Regions from separate parts of the Mus musculus genome. Here all the other regions are linked to region 3. The links are chromatin contacts, called in public Hi-C maps. All regions are on one chromosome and are shown on one strand. Each heading gives the region's core, a stretch centred on a gene start, on an enhancer-like site or on the middle of the called end of the contact. The rest is flanking DNA. Distances are from core to core; before and after follow the strand shown. Region 1 overlaps Palld (palladin, cytoskeletal associated protein). Region 2 overlaps Palld (palladin, cytoskeletal associated protein). Region 3 overlaps Sh3rf1 (SH3 domain containing ring finger 1).

Region 1 (4,040 bases), core at 78-2,577, 310 kb before region 3:
ACTTGTTATGCAGTATTAAATAAAAACTCATGATCATAGCTTTTTAAACAAGAACAACAAAAACCCCATAAATGTGACTAGTCACATGACTGCTTTTATGAGTTGGACAGAGTATAAATTAAAAAATCAAAACAAAAAAGTCTATTTTAAGACATATTTGTATTTAAGCAAAGTTGAACATACCTAACAAAATGAAGTGTGAGGGTTTTTTTTTTAACTTCCAAATGTTTCCCTTGTGTTGTGTTGTGTTGTGTTGTGTTGTGTTGTGTTGTGTTGTGAGAGAGCCTATTTCAAAACAAGTGAAGGTTAAGAACAATTGCTGTTTTTGCAGAAAAGCCTGCTTTGTCTCCTGCCTATCACACAATGGCTCATATCCATTTGTAACGTCTGTTCCCAGCAGTTACAGTGCCCTCTTCTGGCCTCCACCAGCATTCCATACACATGGTGCGCTTATTTTAAAGTATCAGTGCATACACATAGTGCACTTACATTTTTATTCTATGGTACATATAAAATGAAGGTAAATCAATCTTTAAAAATGTAAATAAATGATACATAGATACATACATACACAGACAGAAAGACAGGCAGAAAGACAAATAGTGTGGAAAGAAATCAAAGAAAGACACCCAATGTCAACCTCTATTTTCTACAGACATGCACACATGTACACATGCCCATACTAACCAACTCAGAGATGCATCTTTACATATCATGGGAGTATGTGTGTATGTGTCTGTGTGTGTGTGTGTGTGTGTGTGTGTGTGTGTGTTTGTTTAAACGACTTATCTTCTTAAATAGCCTGATTGATTACTAGATCGAGCCAGTCACCAGTATACTCATCTACAGAGGATGAATGTAGGGGCTGCCTTCTCTGATATCTATATCTTAACCACTGTTAAGTAGAAAGAGAAAAACACACATGGCTACGGAACATCTGAGGCAAGAGATAAATTTTATAGGCTCAGCCCATGATGTTTTCCAAATGCTAAAACACAAACAGCCTTTGAAATCCAGGACAATATTTAAAGAGATTTTTATGACTCTCCCTTCCCTTCCTCTGATATGGTTGTTCTTTCCTGATCTCTTGTCTCTGTCTCTCTCTGTCCTACACCCTTCCTTTCCCCTTTCTCCACCAACTCCCTCATCCTTCTTACCCAGTTTCTTTCTCACTGCCTTTATTATTCATGGGTAAGGAAGGCACTTTAAGGCTCTAAAAATAAAGCTGGAATTCCCTGGGATGTAGATATGGGTCCATTAGGATTACACATTGAGCTAAAGGAGGAACAAGCTGATTCCTTGCCCTGTGCATTTGAGCAACTGGAACAGGTTTTTCTTGTCACTACTGTGCTGTGTCTGTCTAATGTGTTTTGCACTCCCCTCTCTGTCTAGACAGGAGTCAGCTTCATCACAAATCTTCTCAGCCTGGTTTGTGAATTAAAAGCGAGTCAGCTTTCTTAAGACCAGCATTGGTTCATCATGTTACCTGCCAGGCTGCCTTTTTTTTTTTTTTTTTTTTTTTTTTTTTTGACATTCTAGCTTTACCCTGATTGGATCCTTCAAAGACTAATCTGGGGTAAGAGGATGAAGACTCATTCACAGATGTTAATACTCCAGCCGTTACTCAGCTGTCTGGGAACAGCCACAGACGGTCTTGAGTCGCTTCTATAGCATTGCCTAATGGTCTAATGGCATGTGAAATGAAAGCCACAAAAAAGTGGGTCTCTCTCTCTCTGTCTCTCTCTCTCTGTGTGTCACACGCGCACACAATGTATCCACTTTCTTTTAAAAGATTTATTTACATGTATGTGTGTCTATATACGTACATACATAAATACACATGTGTGTTGGTGCCTCAGGAGTCTAAAAGAGACCATAAGGTCTCCTGGAGATGTAGTTACAGGCTGTTGTGAGCTGCCTCAGTGTTAGATACTGAACCCCAGCCCTCTGCAAGAAAAGCACAGCACTCAGGAAGCAGAGGCAGGTGGATCTCTGTGAGTTTGAGGTCAGCCTCATCTACAGAGTGAGTTCCAAAAGAGAAACACTGTCTTGGAAAAAAACAAAACAAAATAAAATAAGACTTGTTATCTCCTTTTTCAAGATCTCTCTCTACGTAGCAGTGTAATCCTAGACCTTTGTCTGTGTGTTGACTGTGTGCTTCAGAGTATGAGGGAAAGTCCAGTGGTTGGCTGTCCTAAGGACTGAGCTGTGAATGGGAAACTATGTAGATGCTTACTGAAGCCAGTCAGTTGCACACAGTTAAGATTACATCTTGGGTTAAAATAGTAGTTGTGTAAGAGAAAACCAGCCTGTATACAACCTGTGTCTCCCATACAGGAGCGACACCCTCCCTTATATGACAGGATATGCAAGGTGTCTCTCCACACCATCAGGGGTATGTCAAAGGTCTGACATTTTTGACATAAACACCTTGACACTTAATGTCTGACAGATAGAATGTAACAACTAGCTAAAAATATTCATAATTTTAAACATTGGGTCAACATCCTTTTGTTCTATGTGACAACACATTGTTTTTGTACAACTGAGAATTTGGTAAGCATGTGACAAACAACCAGGATTTCTGAAAATCTGTCTGGAAATGAGCTTTGCAATATCCAGTCTGACTGCAAAGGGTTGTATAGCCCCCAGCTAATGCTCACACCCATTCAAATGCAACTGTGGTTATTTAAGGATAAAGGAGTAATTTTTCCTTTAATGCCTGTGTGATTTCCTAGCAGTATTTAATTTGTTCCGATGTAAGTTATGAAGTTCTATGGGAATAATGACCTAATTTCATGGAGCTAGTTGGCTTATCTGTTGGCTTAGATAACTGTAAAAAAATGCTAATATATTAAGGCAGTGATTGTATCTCAACCTGCCTTTTTGAAAATAAGGTTTTGAAATGAAAGAAAAGGTAGCAGACACAAAAGTTGAGGAAATGGGCTACAGAGTACACACACACACACACACACACACACACACGTACACATACACATACAAAGTCTAACAGAACAGGGTAGAAAAGTAGAAAATGCAGAGACAGAATAAGAGACATAATATATAACTGTGATTCCAGCAGGAGGGAGGAAAGACAGAGGAGGAAGGCATTGTCAAAGAAATGATTCAAAAACTTCCCTTGTTGCTGCAGAGATAGCTCATTCAGTAAAGCACTTTCTGAGCAAGCCTGAGCCCTTTACTTCAGACTCCCCAGCATCCACCCAACTGCTGGGCTTGTCTGTAAGCCCAAAACTAGTACTGGAACTAGGCAAATCCCTTAGGTGTATTAGCCAGCCAGTCTAGCCAGTCAGGGATCAGTAGATTCAATGAAAGACCCCATCTCAAAAAATGAGAGAGCAACTGAGGAAGATATTCTATCAAAACACTTCTCACCCCAACATGCACAAGCAAGCAAGAACATGTGCACACATGCATACACACACACACACACACACATGAGTAGACAGAAACAGATTCACCAAATTTAGAGCCCTTTGTTTCTGGATTGAAAATCCACACCAAGAGTACAAGATGTGGGTGGAATGAATTCAGAGCTCTGCACATCTCTGTGGAGTTCAGAAGATCCCTGATAAGGAGAGCGCTGAGTGACCATGTTCCCAGGGAACTCAGCAAGCCTCGGGCCTTCTCAGCAGCCACATTAGATGCTAAGAGACCATGAAGCAAAAGCTTGAAATGCAAAATTACCTCAAAGTTGGAATTCTACCCAGGTCTCCAGATCTGTGTGAAGATCTAGTAAAAAAAAAAAAAAAAAAACAACAACTATTCCCAGACTTGGCAAAGCCTCAGAAGTGTTCTGCCACAATCCCCAAAGGAGGGTGTTCTCAACCACAACCAGGGAGCTGAACCAGGAGGAGCAAGATGCAGATGTGGAGAACAGGAAGCAGGGATCGAAGGGAACCTGGAAGAGAATGCCAGCTGTGCACCAGGAAGGAGGGCAGCCCCTCCCCCACACAGACACACCAGACTGCAGGGTGACAGCCCACTGAGGCTGGCTGCACCACAGGCTTCACTCCCAGCTC
Region 2 (3,951 bases), core at 878-3,377, 480 kb before region 3:
AAATCCTAAAATAGACATCCAGTCTAAGGAATGGGTTAGTATGCCTTATTAGTGAGAGACAAACACACACCTGCATCTCCAAAGTGTAGCAACCAGAGTAGGCAGAATTTCTATGTAGGAGAACAATGAACCAAGTCCATAGCACAGCAGGTTGGTTTTCTATGCTTAGCCACAGGGCATAGCCAAAGATGACAGCGAATTGAGTGCATACCTGGAGCCCAAAAGCACCCCACATGCCCATTATGATTCTTTTAAATTCTTCTTTCTAAGTTATAGGCTGTATACCTTCTCCCGTACAATAAACGTTTAAGAGAGGGACCTTACAGGGCTTACAGGATTGCAGGGCTTACAGTCAGGGATCTTCCTCGGACTCGTCTCTTAAAACAAGAGGCTTTTGAGACTTGCTGTCTTCAACCATGAGATGAAAATGTAATAAGGAATCACATTCTATTCTATGATGTCTGAATTAAACCATATGTAAAACAATAATGCCTTGCTGTGGCCTTGTAGCTATCATTACCCAGGCTCTTCAGCGTGTCTAATTTCTTAATTGCAAGTCAGGATTAGACTACAAAGATGGGCATCCATTGGGTTATTTGAATGTTTTATCCAATCTATATAAATGTTTATGTGAATGCAATTGTTTTGTTGTTGTTGTTGTTGTTGTTGTTGTTGTTTGAGACAGGGTTTCTCTGTGTAGCCCTGGCTGTCCTGGAACTCACTTTGTAGACCAAGCTGGCCTCGAACTCAGAAATCTACCTGCCTCTGCCTCCCAAGTGCTGGGATTAAAGGCGTGCGCCACCATGCCTGGCATTATATAAATGTTTAAAAGCAAGTTCCAATAATTTAGTTTAGGAAAAGAATGAAATGGACAAGGTCAGCTACACAAGGTCAAAACAGACCTCATGCGTTTTTCCTTCCTGTGTGAGCTCATGCACACATCGCTGGCATGGATTTCACAATCATTGCTTAGAATAAATTCACTATTATTCACTAGCTAGTTTACACTGTCAGCTTTTACTGTAATGCTTGCTATTTTAAGAAACGAACAGCAGGGGGCGGTAAAAACCTTCTTAATGTGTTTGCTCAGACACATGGTTCTGGATTCTGTTTTCCAGAAGAATGTAATGCTTTCTTTCAGATTCTGTTTTGGTTTTTTTTTTTTAAAAAAACCTATCAATTTTAGGAGCAAATGATCGGTGAGGAATATATGTATGTGCAAAACAATGTTACTGACTTTGAAACTTTATGGTTCAATTTACATTTATGTACAAAACAGTCTCTTGCAAGTGGAACCCAGTAGCAAATGTATAACATGTCAAAACTGACTGAAATCACTCCACTCAGCACCAAAGGACCCAATCAAATGAGCAGGCATGATTCCTTGTTAAGGTTCACTTAGTCGTTTGATAACACAGTGGGCCATCAAAATCATGCCCAGGCTTCTTGAGGACAGCTGGGGACAGTAGGTTTAGACATTTGGTTAGTAGCATAGTATTATTAATTATTTCAGTGTACTAAAATCAATGACCAATGTTCATTTGACATGGTAAACAGTCATTAAATCTTTGGTAAAAATGCTTCATTGCTCATTGTTTACTTAACCTTTATATCCTTTAGGGTTTGTTTTTGTTTTGTTTTGCTTTAAGAAGACGACTATAAATACACGAGGTCGGGGAGATGAGGGTTGTTTTCATTCCTGTTTGAGGGATCTTGGTCATCTTGATCATGCATTTGGAAATATATCAAACTTCATGAGCATTCAACTTTATTGACCACGTGAGACATGATGGTCTTAGCGGAAAACCTTCTGTGAAGACAATTTTGTGTAAGGAAGGAAATCTTTAATAAAAAGTGCTCGCGCTGGAGCGTGAGAAACTGGCTCATCCTGCATCCATTCAGGGACCTACTGACCTACATATTAGTGAGACCTAGCTCCTCATCGGCAGGACACCTTCTAAGGATCTAGAAGTAGTTGGTTGTCTTATGGAGAGGAAGGGAGTGTCAAGGAATCTGAAGCAATCAGTGGGCAAAAGCTCAAAAGATAATGCTTGATAAACACAGAGGCGCATAGTATTGGGTGGCTGGCAGCTATCCTGGGAAGGGACAGGGTGTGCCTGGGTGGCCAACCAGAGGAAAGAATGCACGGTTGGCAGGTATGGCAGCAGGTGGCAGGATCTTGAGGTAGGGACTAGAACACGAGGAGAAACTTCACTTGTCAATAGTATAAGCCAGTGAGCAGCAAGACCTGGGTTTCAGGAGGACTCAGGCTCAGCCCAAGGAACACATTCAGCTCTGGCGCCGCCATGAGGCCAACGTTTAGTGACTGCGTTTGTGCGGTGGCCCGGATCAGGAAACAACTTCCTACAACTGCATGGCTAGGCTACTTACTGCTAGCTTAGAGGTCCTTAAGTAAGGCCAAGACAGAGACTGCTCCAAAGCCGCAGGCCAGACTTGGTAGCACAAGCCTTTAATCCCAGCAATGGGAAGCAGATCTCCTTTGAGTTCAAGGCCAGACTGGTGGACGTAATGAGTTTCAGGCCAGCCAGGGCTATATGGTGAGTCTCTGTCTTTAAAAATCAAAACAGAAGAAAACCCTGAGCATCACCAAACTAATAAATTAGATAAAGTAGCCCCAGATAAAAGGAGAAATGGGAGGAACAGTAATGAGAAGACAAACCAGTCATTTCAAGGCATTCCTACTTTAAACATAAGCACTGTCCCCAAATGTCACAAAAAAAAATGTGAAAGCAGAGTTCCTTCCCTCCTTTATTCTTACATACCCAGAAAACAATCTCAACAGTTAAAGGAAAGAGAAGATAGATAGAGAGATAGATAGAGTTAGGTAGATAGATAGATATACATATACACATGTATATATAACAAATAATTTATATACAATATGTATATAAATTATTTGCTATCAATTTTGTTTAAATTTTTTCAAAATTTCTATGTATTTGTGAACATGTGTGCTTGTATTTATTTGTGTGAGTATGTCTCTCTGTAACTGTATGTGCACATGTGTGTGCAGTGGCCCCCAGAGGCCAAAAAGACATCATTGAAGACTTTGTGTGCCATCTGATAGGATGTGAACTGTAGTCCTCCTGATTGAGCCGCAAGCACTCCTAACCTCTGAGCCGTTTCTCCTGTCTCATACAAGGTGAACTGTTACATCATCTGTTGCTCCATTCATGTCCTGTTCTAATGGCCCTCCTTTTTCAGTCTTTAGAGGGGCCTAGGGGCAGGGAACCTGACACCACTCACCTTTCTTGGTCTTCTGCGCACTCAGCCTTTGAGTGGATAACTAGTTCCTGAATGTGGGTTGTGGCGCCTACCTATAAACCTGGCACTGGGAGGATAGAAGCACAGTGATCTTGACTTTTAGATCAGTCTGGACTGGACAGCAAAGTTTAGTCTCAAAGCAACATGGCTTTGGTATTATAAAAGGGCGTCTTCCTCCTTTTCCTTGTCTTCTTCCTCCTCATCTCCTTTCTTCTTCTTCTGAGACTGAGCCCCACTATGTAGCTCTGGCTGTCCTGGAACTCACTATGCAGAGCTACATAGGGCCAGACTGGCCACAAACTCACAGAGATTCGCCTGCCTCGGCTTCCTTAGTGCTGGGATTAAAGCGTATGCCACCAGACTTGGCCTACACGTCTGCATTTAAAAGTATTTTTAATGGAAATTTTATCTTTTTAACCACCTAAATTTAAGAGGCCCTAGATATGAAACTGTATAATAAAACACCAAGTAATAAAAAATGGTTAATTAATCACAGAGCCTAGAATGTACGTCAGGGATTTTTATTCCTTATGCAGTCTGGTCCATAAGAAGGTCCCACCACTGTCCTTATTTCTGAACTGCTGTGTCTGGCTCTCTGGCAACCTCCAGAAGTAGAAGTGAGGGGAACTACCATCTATAAAAATCAAGGTATGGAGGAAATCATAG
Region 3 (3,963 bases), core at 1,309-3,808:
TGGGAAAAGGCCAGTCTTCCCATTCCTCTGTAACGTGCCTTTGAACCAGCCGTCCTCTCGTTTCTTATGAACAAACACAATATCTCCTTCCTTGAGTTCAAGTTCGGCCTCACTCTGAGGAGGGTAGGAAACCACCACCCTGTGCCTGTGCGAGAGAAGCAGACTCTTCAGGTCAGCAATAAAAACGGTGCACCGTCACTTCACAGCGTGCCTCGGCACCGATAGAACTCACACAGCCATTCACAAGGCTTTGCGCAACTCAAAATCCAGCAATTCTCTTTAGCCAAGCCTGAGCTGGGTATTCATCTTCATCCACTAACGAGGGCCAAACTGGTGTTTGTGAGTGACCTCCACAGGGAGAGACATTTTTGTCTGCCTTCAGTATTTGTATTTTAGCTATACCTAAGGATATGTGTTGTGTGGATTCTTAATAGGGAAACCATTCCTGTCCTACCCTCTACTCCAGGAAGAGACAAGTAGATTTGATTTCTGAGACCAGGACAAACAGCTGAGCAAGCCAAGACTTCTTGCAGGCAGTGTACTGAGCTGGGCGAGGTGAGGTGTCAGGTCTGCTGCCTGGGGCAGATCTGGAGGACTGTCTTCGGTATCCCTTACTCTGGGTTTGATATTCAGGAGGCAGTGCCTGCCTGCCTTTACATAGGCAAGTCTTGCATTGGGAAGAGGTCCCAAGGTCTACACAGAAATGAGAGAACTGTGGGCTCAATTCTGCCCACCACGGCCAGCAATGATGCTGACACTCCAATCTCCTTGTGTCTTATCTATTCGCTTGCCCTTAGTTCTCAAGGCAGATGTGAGTGGGAAGAAGCGTAGCTAGTACCTAACTGCCCAGCAGCCTTGTGGATTACCATCACTTAACCCCGTGCCCCTATGCCTTGGTCTCTAAGGCAGGGTTATGATTAGCAGCTAAGGAAGTCAGGCAGGGGTGACTTATTTTGGGTCTCCCGACCCAGTCTTTTCTCTACTGGATATTATCTCTCTCTTTCCTCTGCCTTGCTCTTTCCAATCAAAGCGGTGGTTGTTGTTGGTGTTTGGTAGCCATCTTCTAGCTATCCCTGCCTCTGCTAGTCTCATACATGCACAGTTTTCTTCTACAATGCCCCGTGTGATAAAGAAATAGTACAAAAGTGACTGTGACTTCTGAGGCCAGGTGACTGAGGACGGGGACAATCAGTTGGCATGGGTGAGGCCACTGGACACTCCTAATCAGGCACCATGTGAGGGTCTAAAGTGTCTTCCCCAAACTAGTCAACAATAATGTGAAGGAGCTGCGTTAAAACCAGGCCTGCTAGCATCTGTATAGCCTGGTTCTCTCTTGAATCCCCATTCCATAAAAACCCAGAACCCACCACATTATTGAGGACCACAGCAAGTGGGCTCACTTTTCACAAAAGCTAAGTAGCTGTCCAACAATTACTCTGCTCTCTAGGGCATGGGTACCAATCTACCCTCCCAGGTCTGCAGCAAAAGCATAGCGCTGGGTCCGTTTATCCTTTCCAAGAAAGGTTCAGCCAACTCAGACATGAGTTTACAGATAAGGTCGTCAAATGCAGAGCAGGAAGGAGTGGAGAGGCACTGTGGGTGAAGGGGAACTGACACAGTCTTATGGTCACTCAGAGCACCTTAACTTTGAGCCAGCTAACACTGCCTCAGTCTCCTCCCCTGGAGAATGGGACTTCAATGAGTTAGACAATCTATTTTATAAGTAGCACAATGAGGTCAAAAGAGTGGCATTCTTGGTACAGCGACACGTACAGTTCAACCCCAGAATGTGAGCCACTTCAAGCATAGGGCTTCCTTGAGCATGCTGGGGTCTGGTACTTCAGGGAGGGGAATTTTAAGAAGCGGGCTAGTCCCTAACTAACAGATGAACTCAGGCCACAAGCTAAAGAACGTCCTGACACTGGGAGTTCCCACACTTTAGAATGACATAGAGTTTTGGAACCCTTTCACTGACAACTTTAAAAGCAAACTAACAACTTCATCGTGCAGTGATCTAAAAGAAGAACCCAGATGTGATTTCTCAGGTCTGATGCCAACAGGCCAAAAGTCCACATAAAACACAATGATGTAGTTGCCATTAGGGGCGAGTTAACATTTAAGCAAAGCTGTGCAGTTCTGGGGGGAAATATACCACTGACGGAAAGCATATTCTGTGTAGATCTCTCACGAGATGCGTTGCTGACTGGCAGCCTGTAAGCCGCTTTAAGGTAAAATGGAACAAGACAAGTTTAAAAACTTTAAGGGAATTAGATTAATATTTGCATTTTATAAAAACGCACTAAACCAATTTTGTCCGAAAATTCAGCACTGGAGTGGCTGCTGGGCTAAGAACATAATCTTCCCGCCAAGTTACCAGTGGGAACAAATTTTCATTGCTAAGTTATAGACCTCGAGGGGGAGTGGAGTGGTGGAGTGAGAAGCCATGTGCAGAATGGAAACTGTGACATGCTGTGCGTCATGTGAGGACTGCCAGGTGTCGGCACCGAGGAACTCCACTTAGAGGCCTTCCAGCTCGGGCCCTGGCCTTGAGCCTCACGGAGCGGTTTGTACTGAGACTTTGTCACATAGCTCCAAATGCTGGCAGGACAGCCCAGCGAACTCAGGCACGCAAAAGCCCTGCCAAGCAGAGTCTTTACAGACATCCACAAGCAGATGTCATACGCAGCTGCAAAGGCCCTCACACCTGCCGCCCAGCCCTCTGCCTTACTGGCTCATGCTCGCCCTTGTGTGAATCGGGTTCCCGGGCACTTCTGAACGTCTTGAACTTGAGCTACATTCTGCACCTTCTGTGGCACCTGCTGAGCCACCTCCAAAAGCTGCACCCCCATTGGTCTCCTTCGCTGTCATCTGGCTGACGGGCTAACTATGCCCCACCCCCTTCTTGTATTATACTTCCTCCAGTCCCCAATCCATTCCATGCACAACTCAAATATTTATATTAAGTCATGCCACCTGTAGGTACCCATTGTGAAAAACCATTAGCGGGCTCTCAGTGTCTGTAAGGTTAATCCTCACACTGCTACACAAAGCCCTCAATGATCTGGCCATAATCCTGCTTTATAGCTATAGCAGCCATCGTCATCGCAAACACCCCACCCCCACCCCACCCCACCCCAAGAAGCCTGCCCATGTCTCTTCAAACATAGCCCCACTTCTCCTCCTCCTCCACATATTGGCTCCTGCAGCTCCTTGCATGGGGAATCTCTCTCACAATATCGCTGCTCATCCACGCCCTATCAATCTCTCAAGACCTGGCTCAAAATCTCCCCTGGGAAACCTCTAGCCCCATAGCTGGAAGTAATTTTACGCTTGACTGACCCGCAGAGGGCCGTGTGTGTGTTTCTCACGGCACTTAGCACGGTCCATACTGTATTTTTACCATCTGTGTTGCTGTCTCGTTTATTTTCGACTCGTGGATAATGTTGAATTAACTCTCTCCGCCTCATGTGACCAAAGGCAGAACATAAGATGATTCTTATTAAGCACATTGAATGAGTGAGACCTAACCACTCAGTAAGCATTTTTTAAAATGTGTAATGTTCTTAAAAAAAAAAAAAGTCACTGAAATTCTAATACATGCTACAACATGGAGGGATCCGGAAAGCATCATGCTAAGAGAAAAAAGTCAGACGAAGAAGGAAAGGTGCTCTAGGACTCCACTGATATGAAACCACTGTGTAGAGAAAGGAGAACAGACTTCAGGGGCCACAGAAATGGGAAGAAAGCAGCTGTGAATGATGTGGTCTTCCTGTACAGAAGATGCAGAAGACATTCTAGAGACGGACACTGACACACGATCAATGTAAAGGCACCCAGAGCCAGTGGACTGTACCTTTGAATAGGGGTGAGTTTTAACTAGATTTTAGTCTTCCTTCCATTGAAAAGAGATTGCATTCTCACATGATATATCCTGACTCTAGTTCCCCTCCTCTACTGTCCCGG

What was found. Hi-C and Micro-C count contacts between places; a contact is called where the count stands out from the background.
Region 1: a Hi-C map of uterus shows a contact between it and region 3, with 2.9 times the contacts expected there. The contact joins two enhancer-like sites. A contact is called at or near these places in 2 of 484 Hi-C or Micro-C datasets (liver and uterus).
Region 2: a contact with region 3 is called in a Hi-C map of uterus, with 2.9 times the contacts expected there. The contact joins two enhancer-like sites. A contact is called at or near these places in 2 of 484 Hi-C or Micro-C datasets (both in uterus).

Annotation. Positions count from the first base shown.
Region 1 is chr8:61,695,523-61,699,562 of GRCm38.p6, reverse strand. All of the region lies in intron 8 of Palld (palladin, cytoskeletal associated protein), which reads left to right. Among named protein-coding and RNA genes, the nearest start is that of Gm51576, 12 kb to the right of the region's middle. Within about 2 kb of position 1,327, at least 24 of the 459 cell types and tissues checked have an H3K27ac peak or open chromatin away from gene starts, as enhancers often do. A contact at or near this core is called in uterus, where this site is marked.
Region 2 is chr8:61,872,562-61,876,512 of GRCm38.p6, reverse strand. All of the region lies in intron 2 of Palld (palladin, cytoskeletal associated protein), which reads left to right. Among named protein-coding and RNA genes, the nearest start is that of Palld, 28 kb to the left of the region's middle. Within about 2 kb of position 2,127, at least 12 of the 459 cell types and tissues checked have an H3K27ac peak or open chromatin away from gene starts, as enhancers often do. A contact at or near this core is called in uterus, where this site is marked.
Region 3 is chr8:61,389,851-61,393,813 of GRCm38.p6, reverse strand. Sh3rf1 (SH3 domain containing ring finger 1) reads right to left here. Exons shown (of 12, transcript NM_021506.2): 12 at 1-145. Among named protein-coding and RNA genes, the nearest start is that of 5730405A17Rik, 36 kb to the left of the region's middle. Within about 2 kb of position 2,558, at least 19 of the 459 cell types and tissues checked have an H3K27ac peak or open chromatin away from gene starts, as enhancers often do. A contact at or near this core is called in uterus, where this site is marked.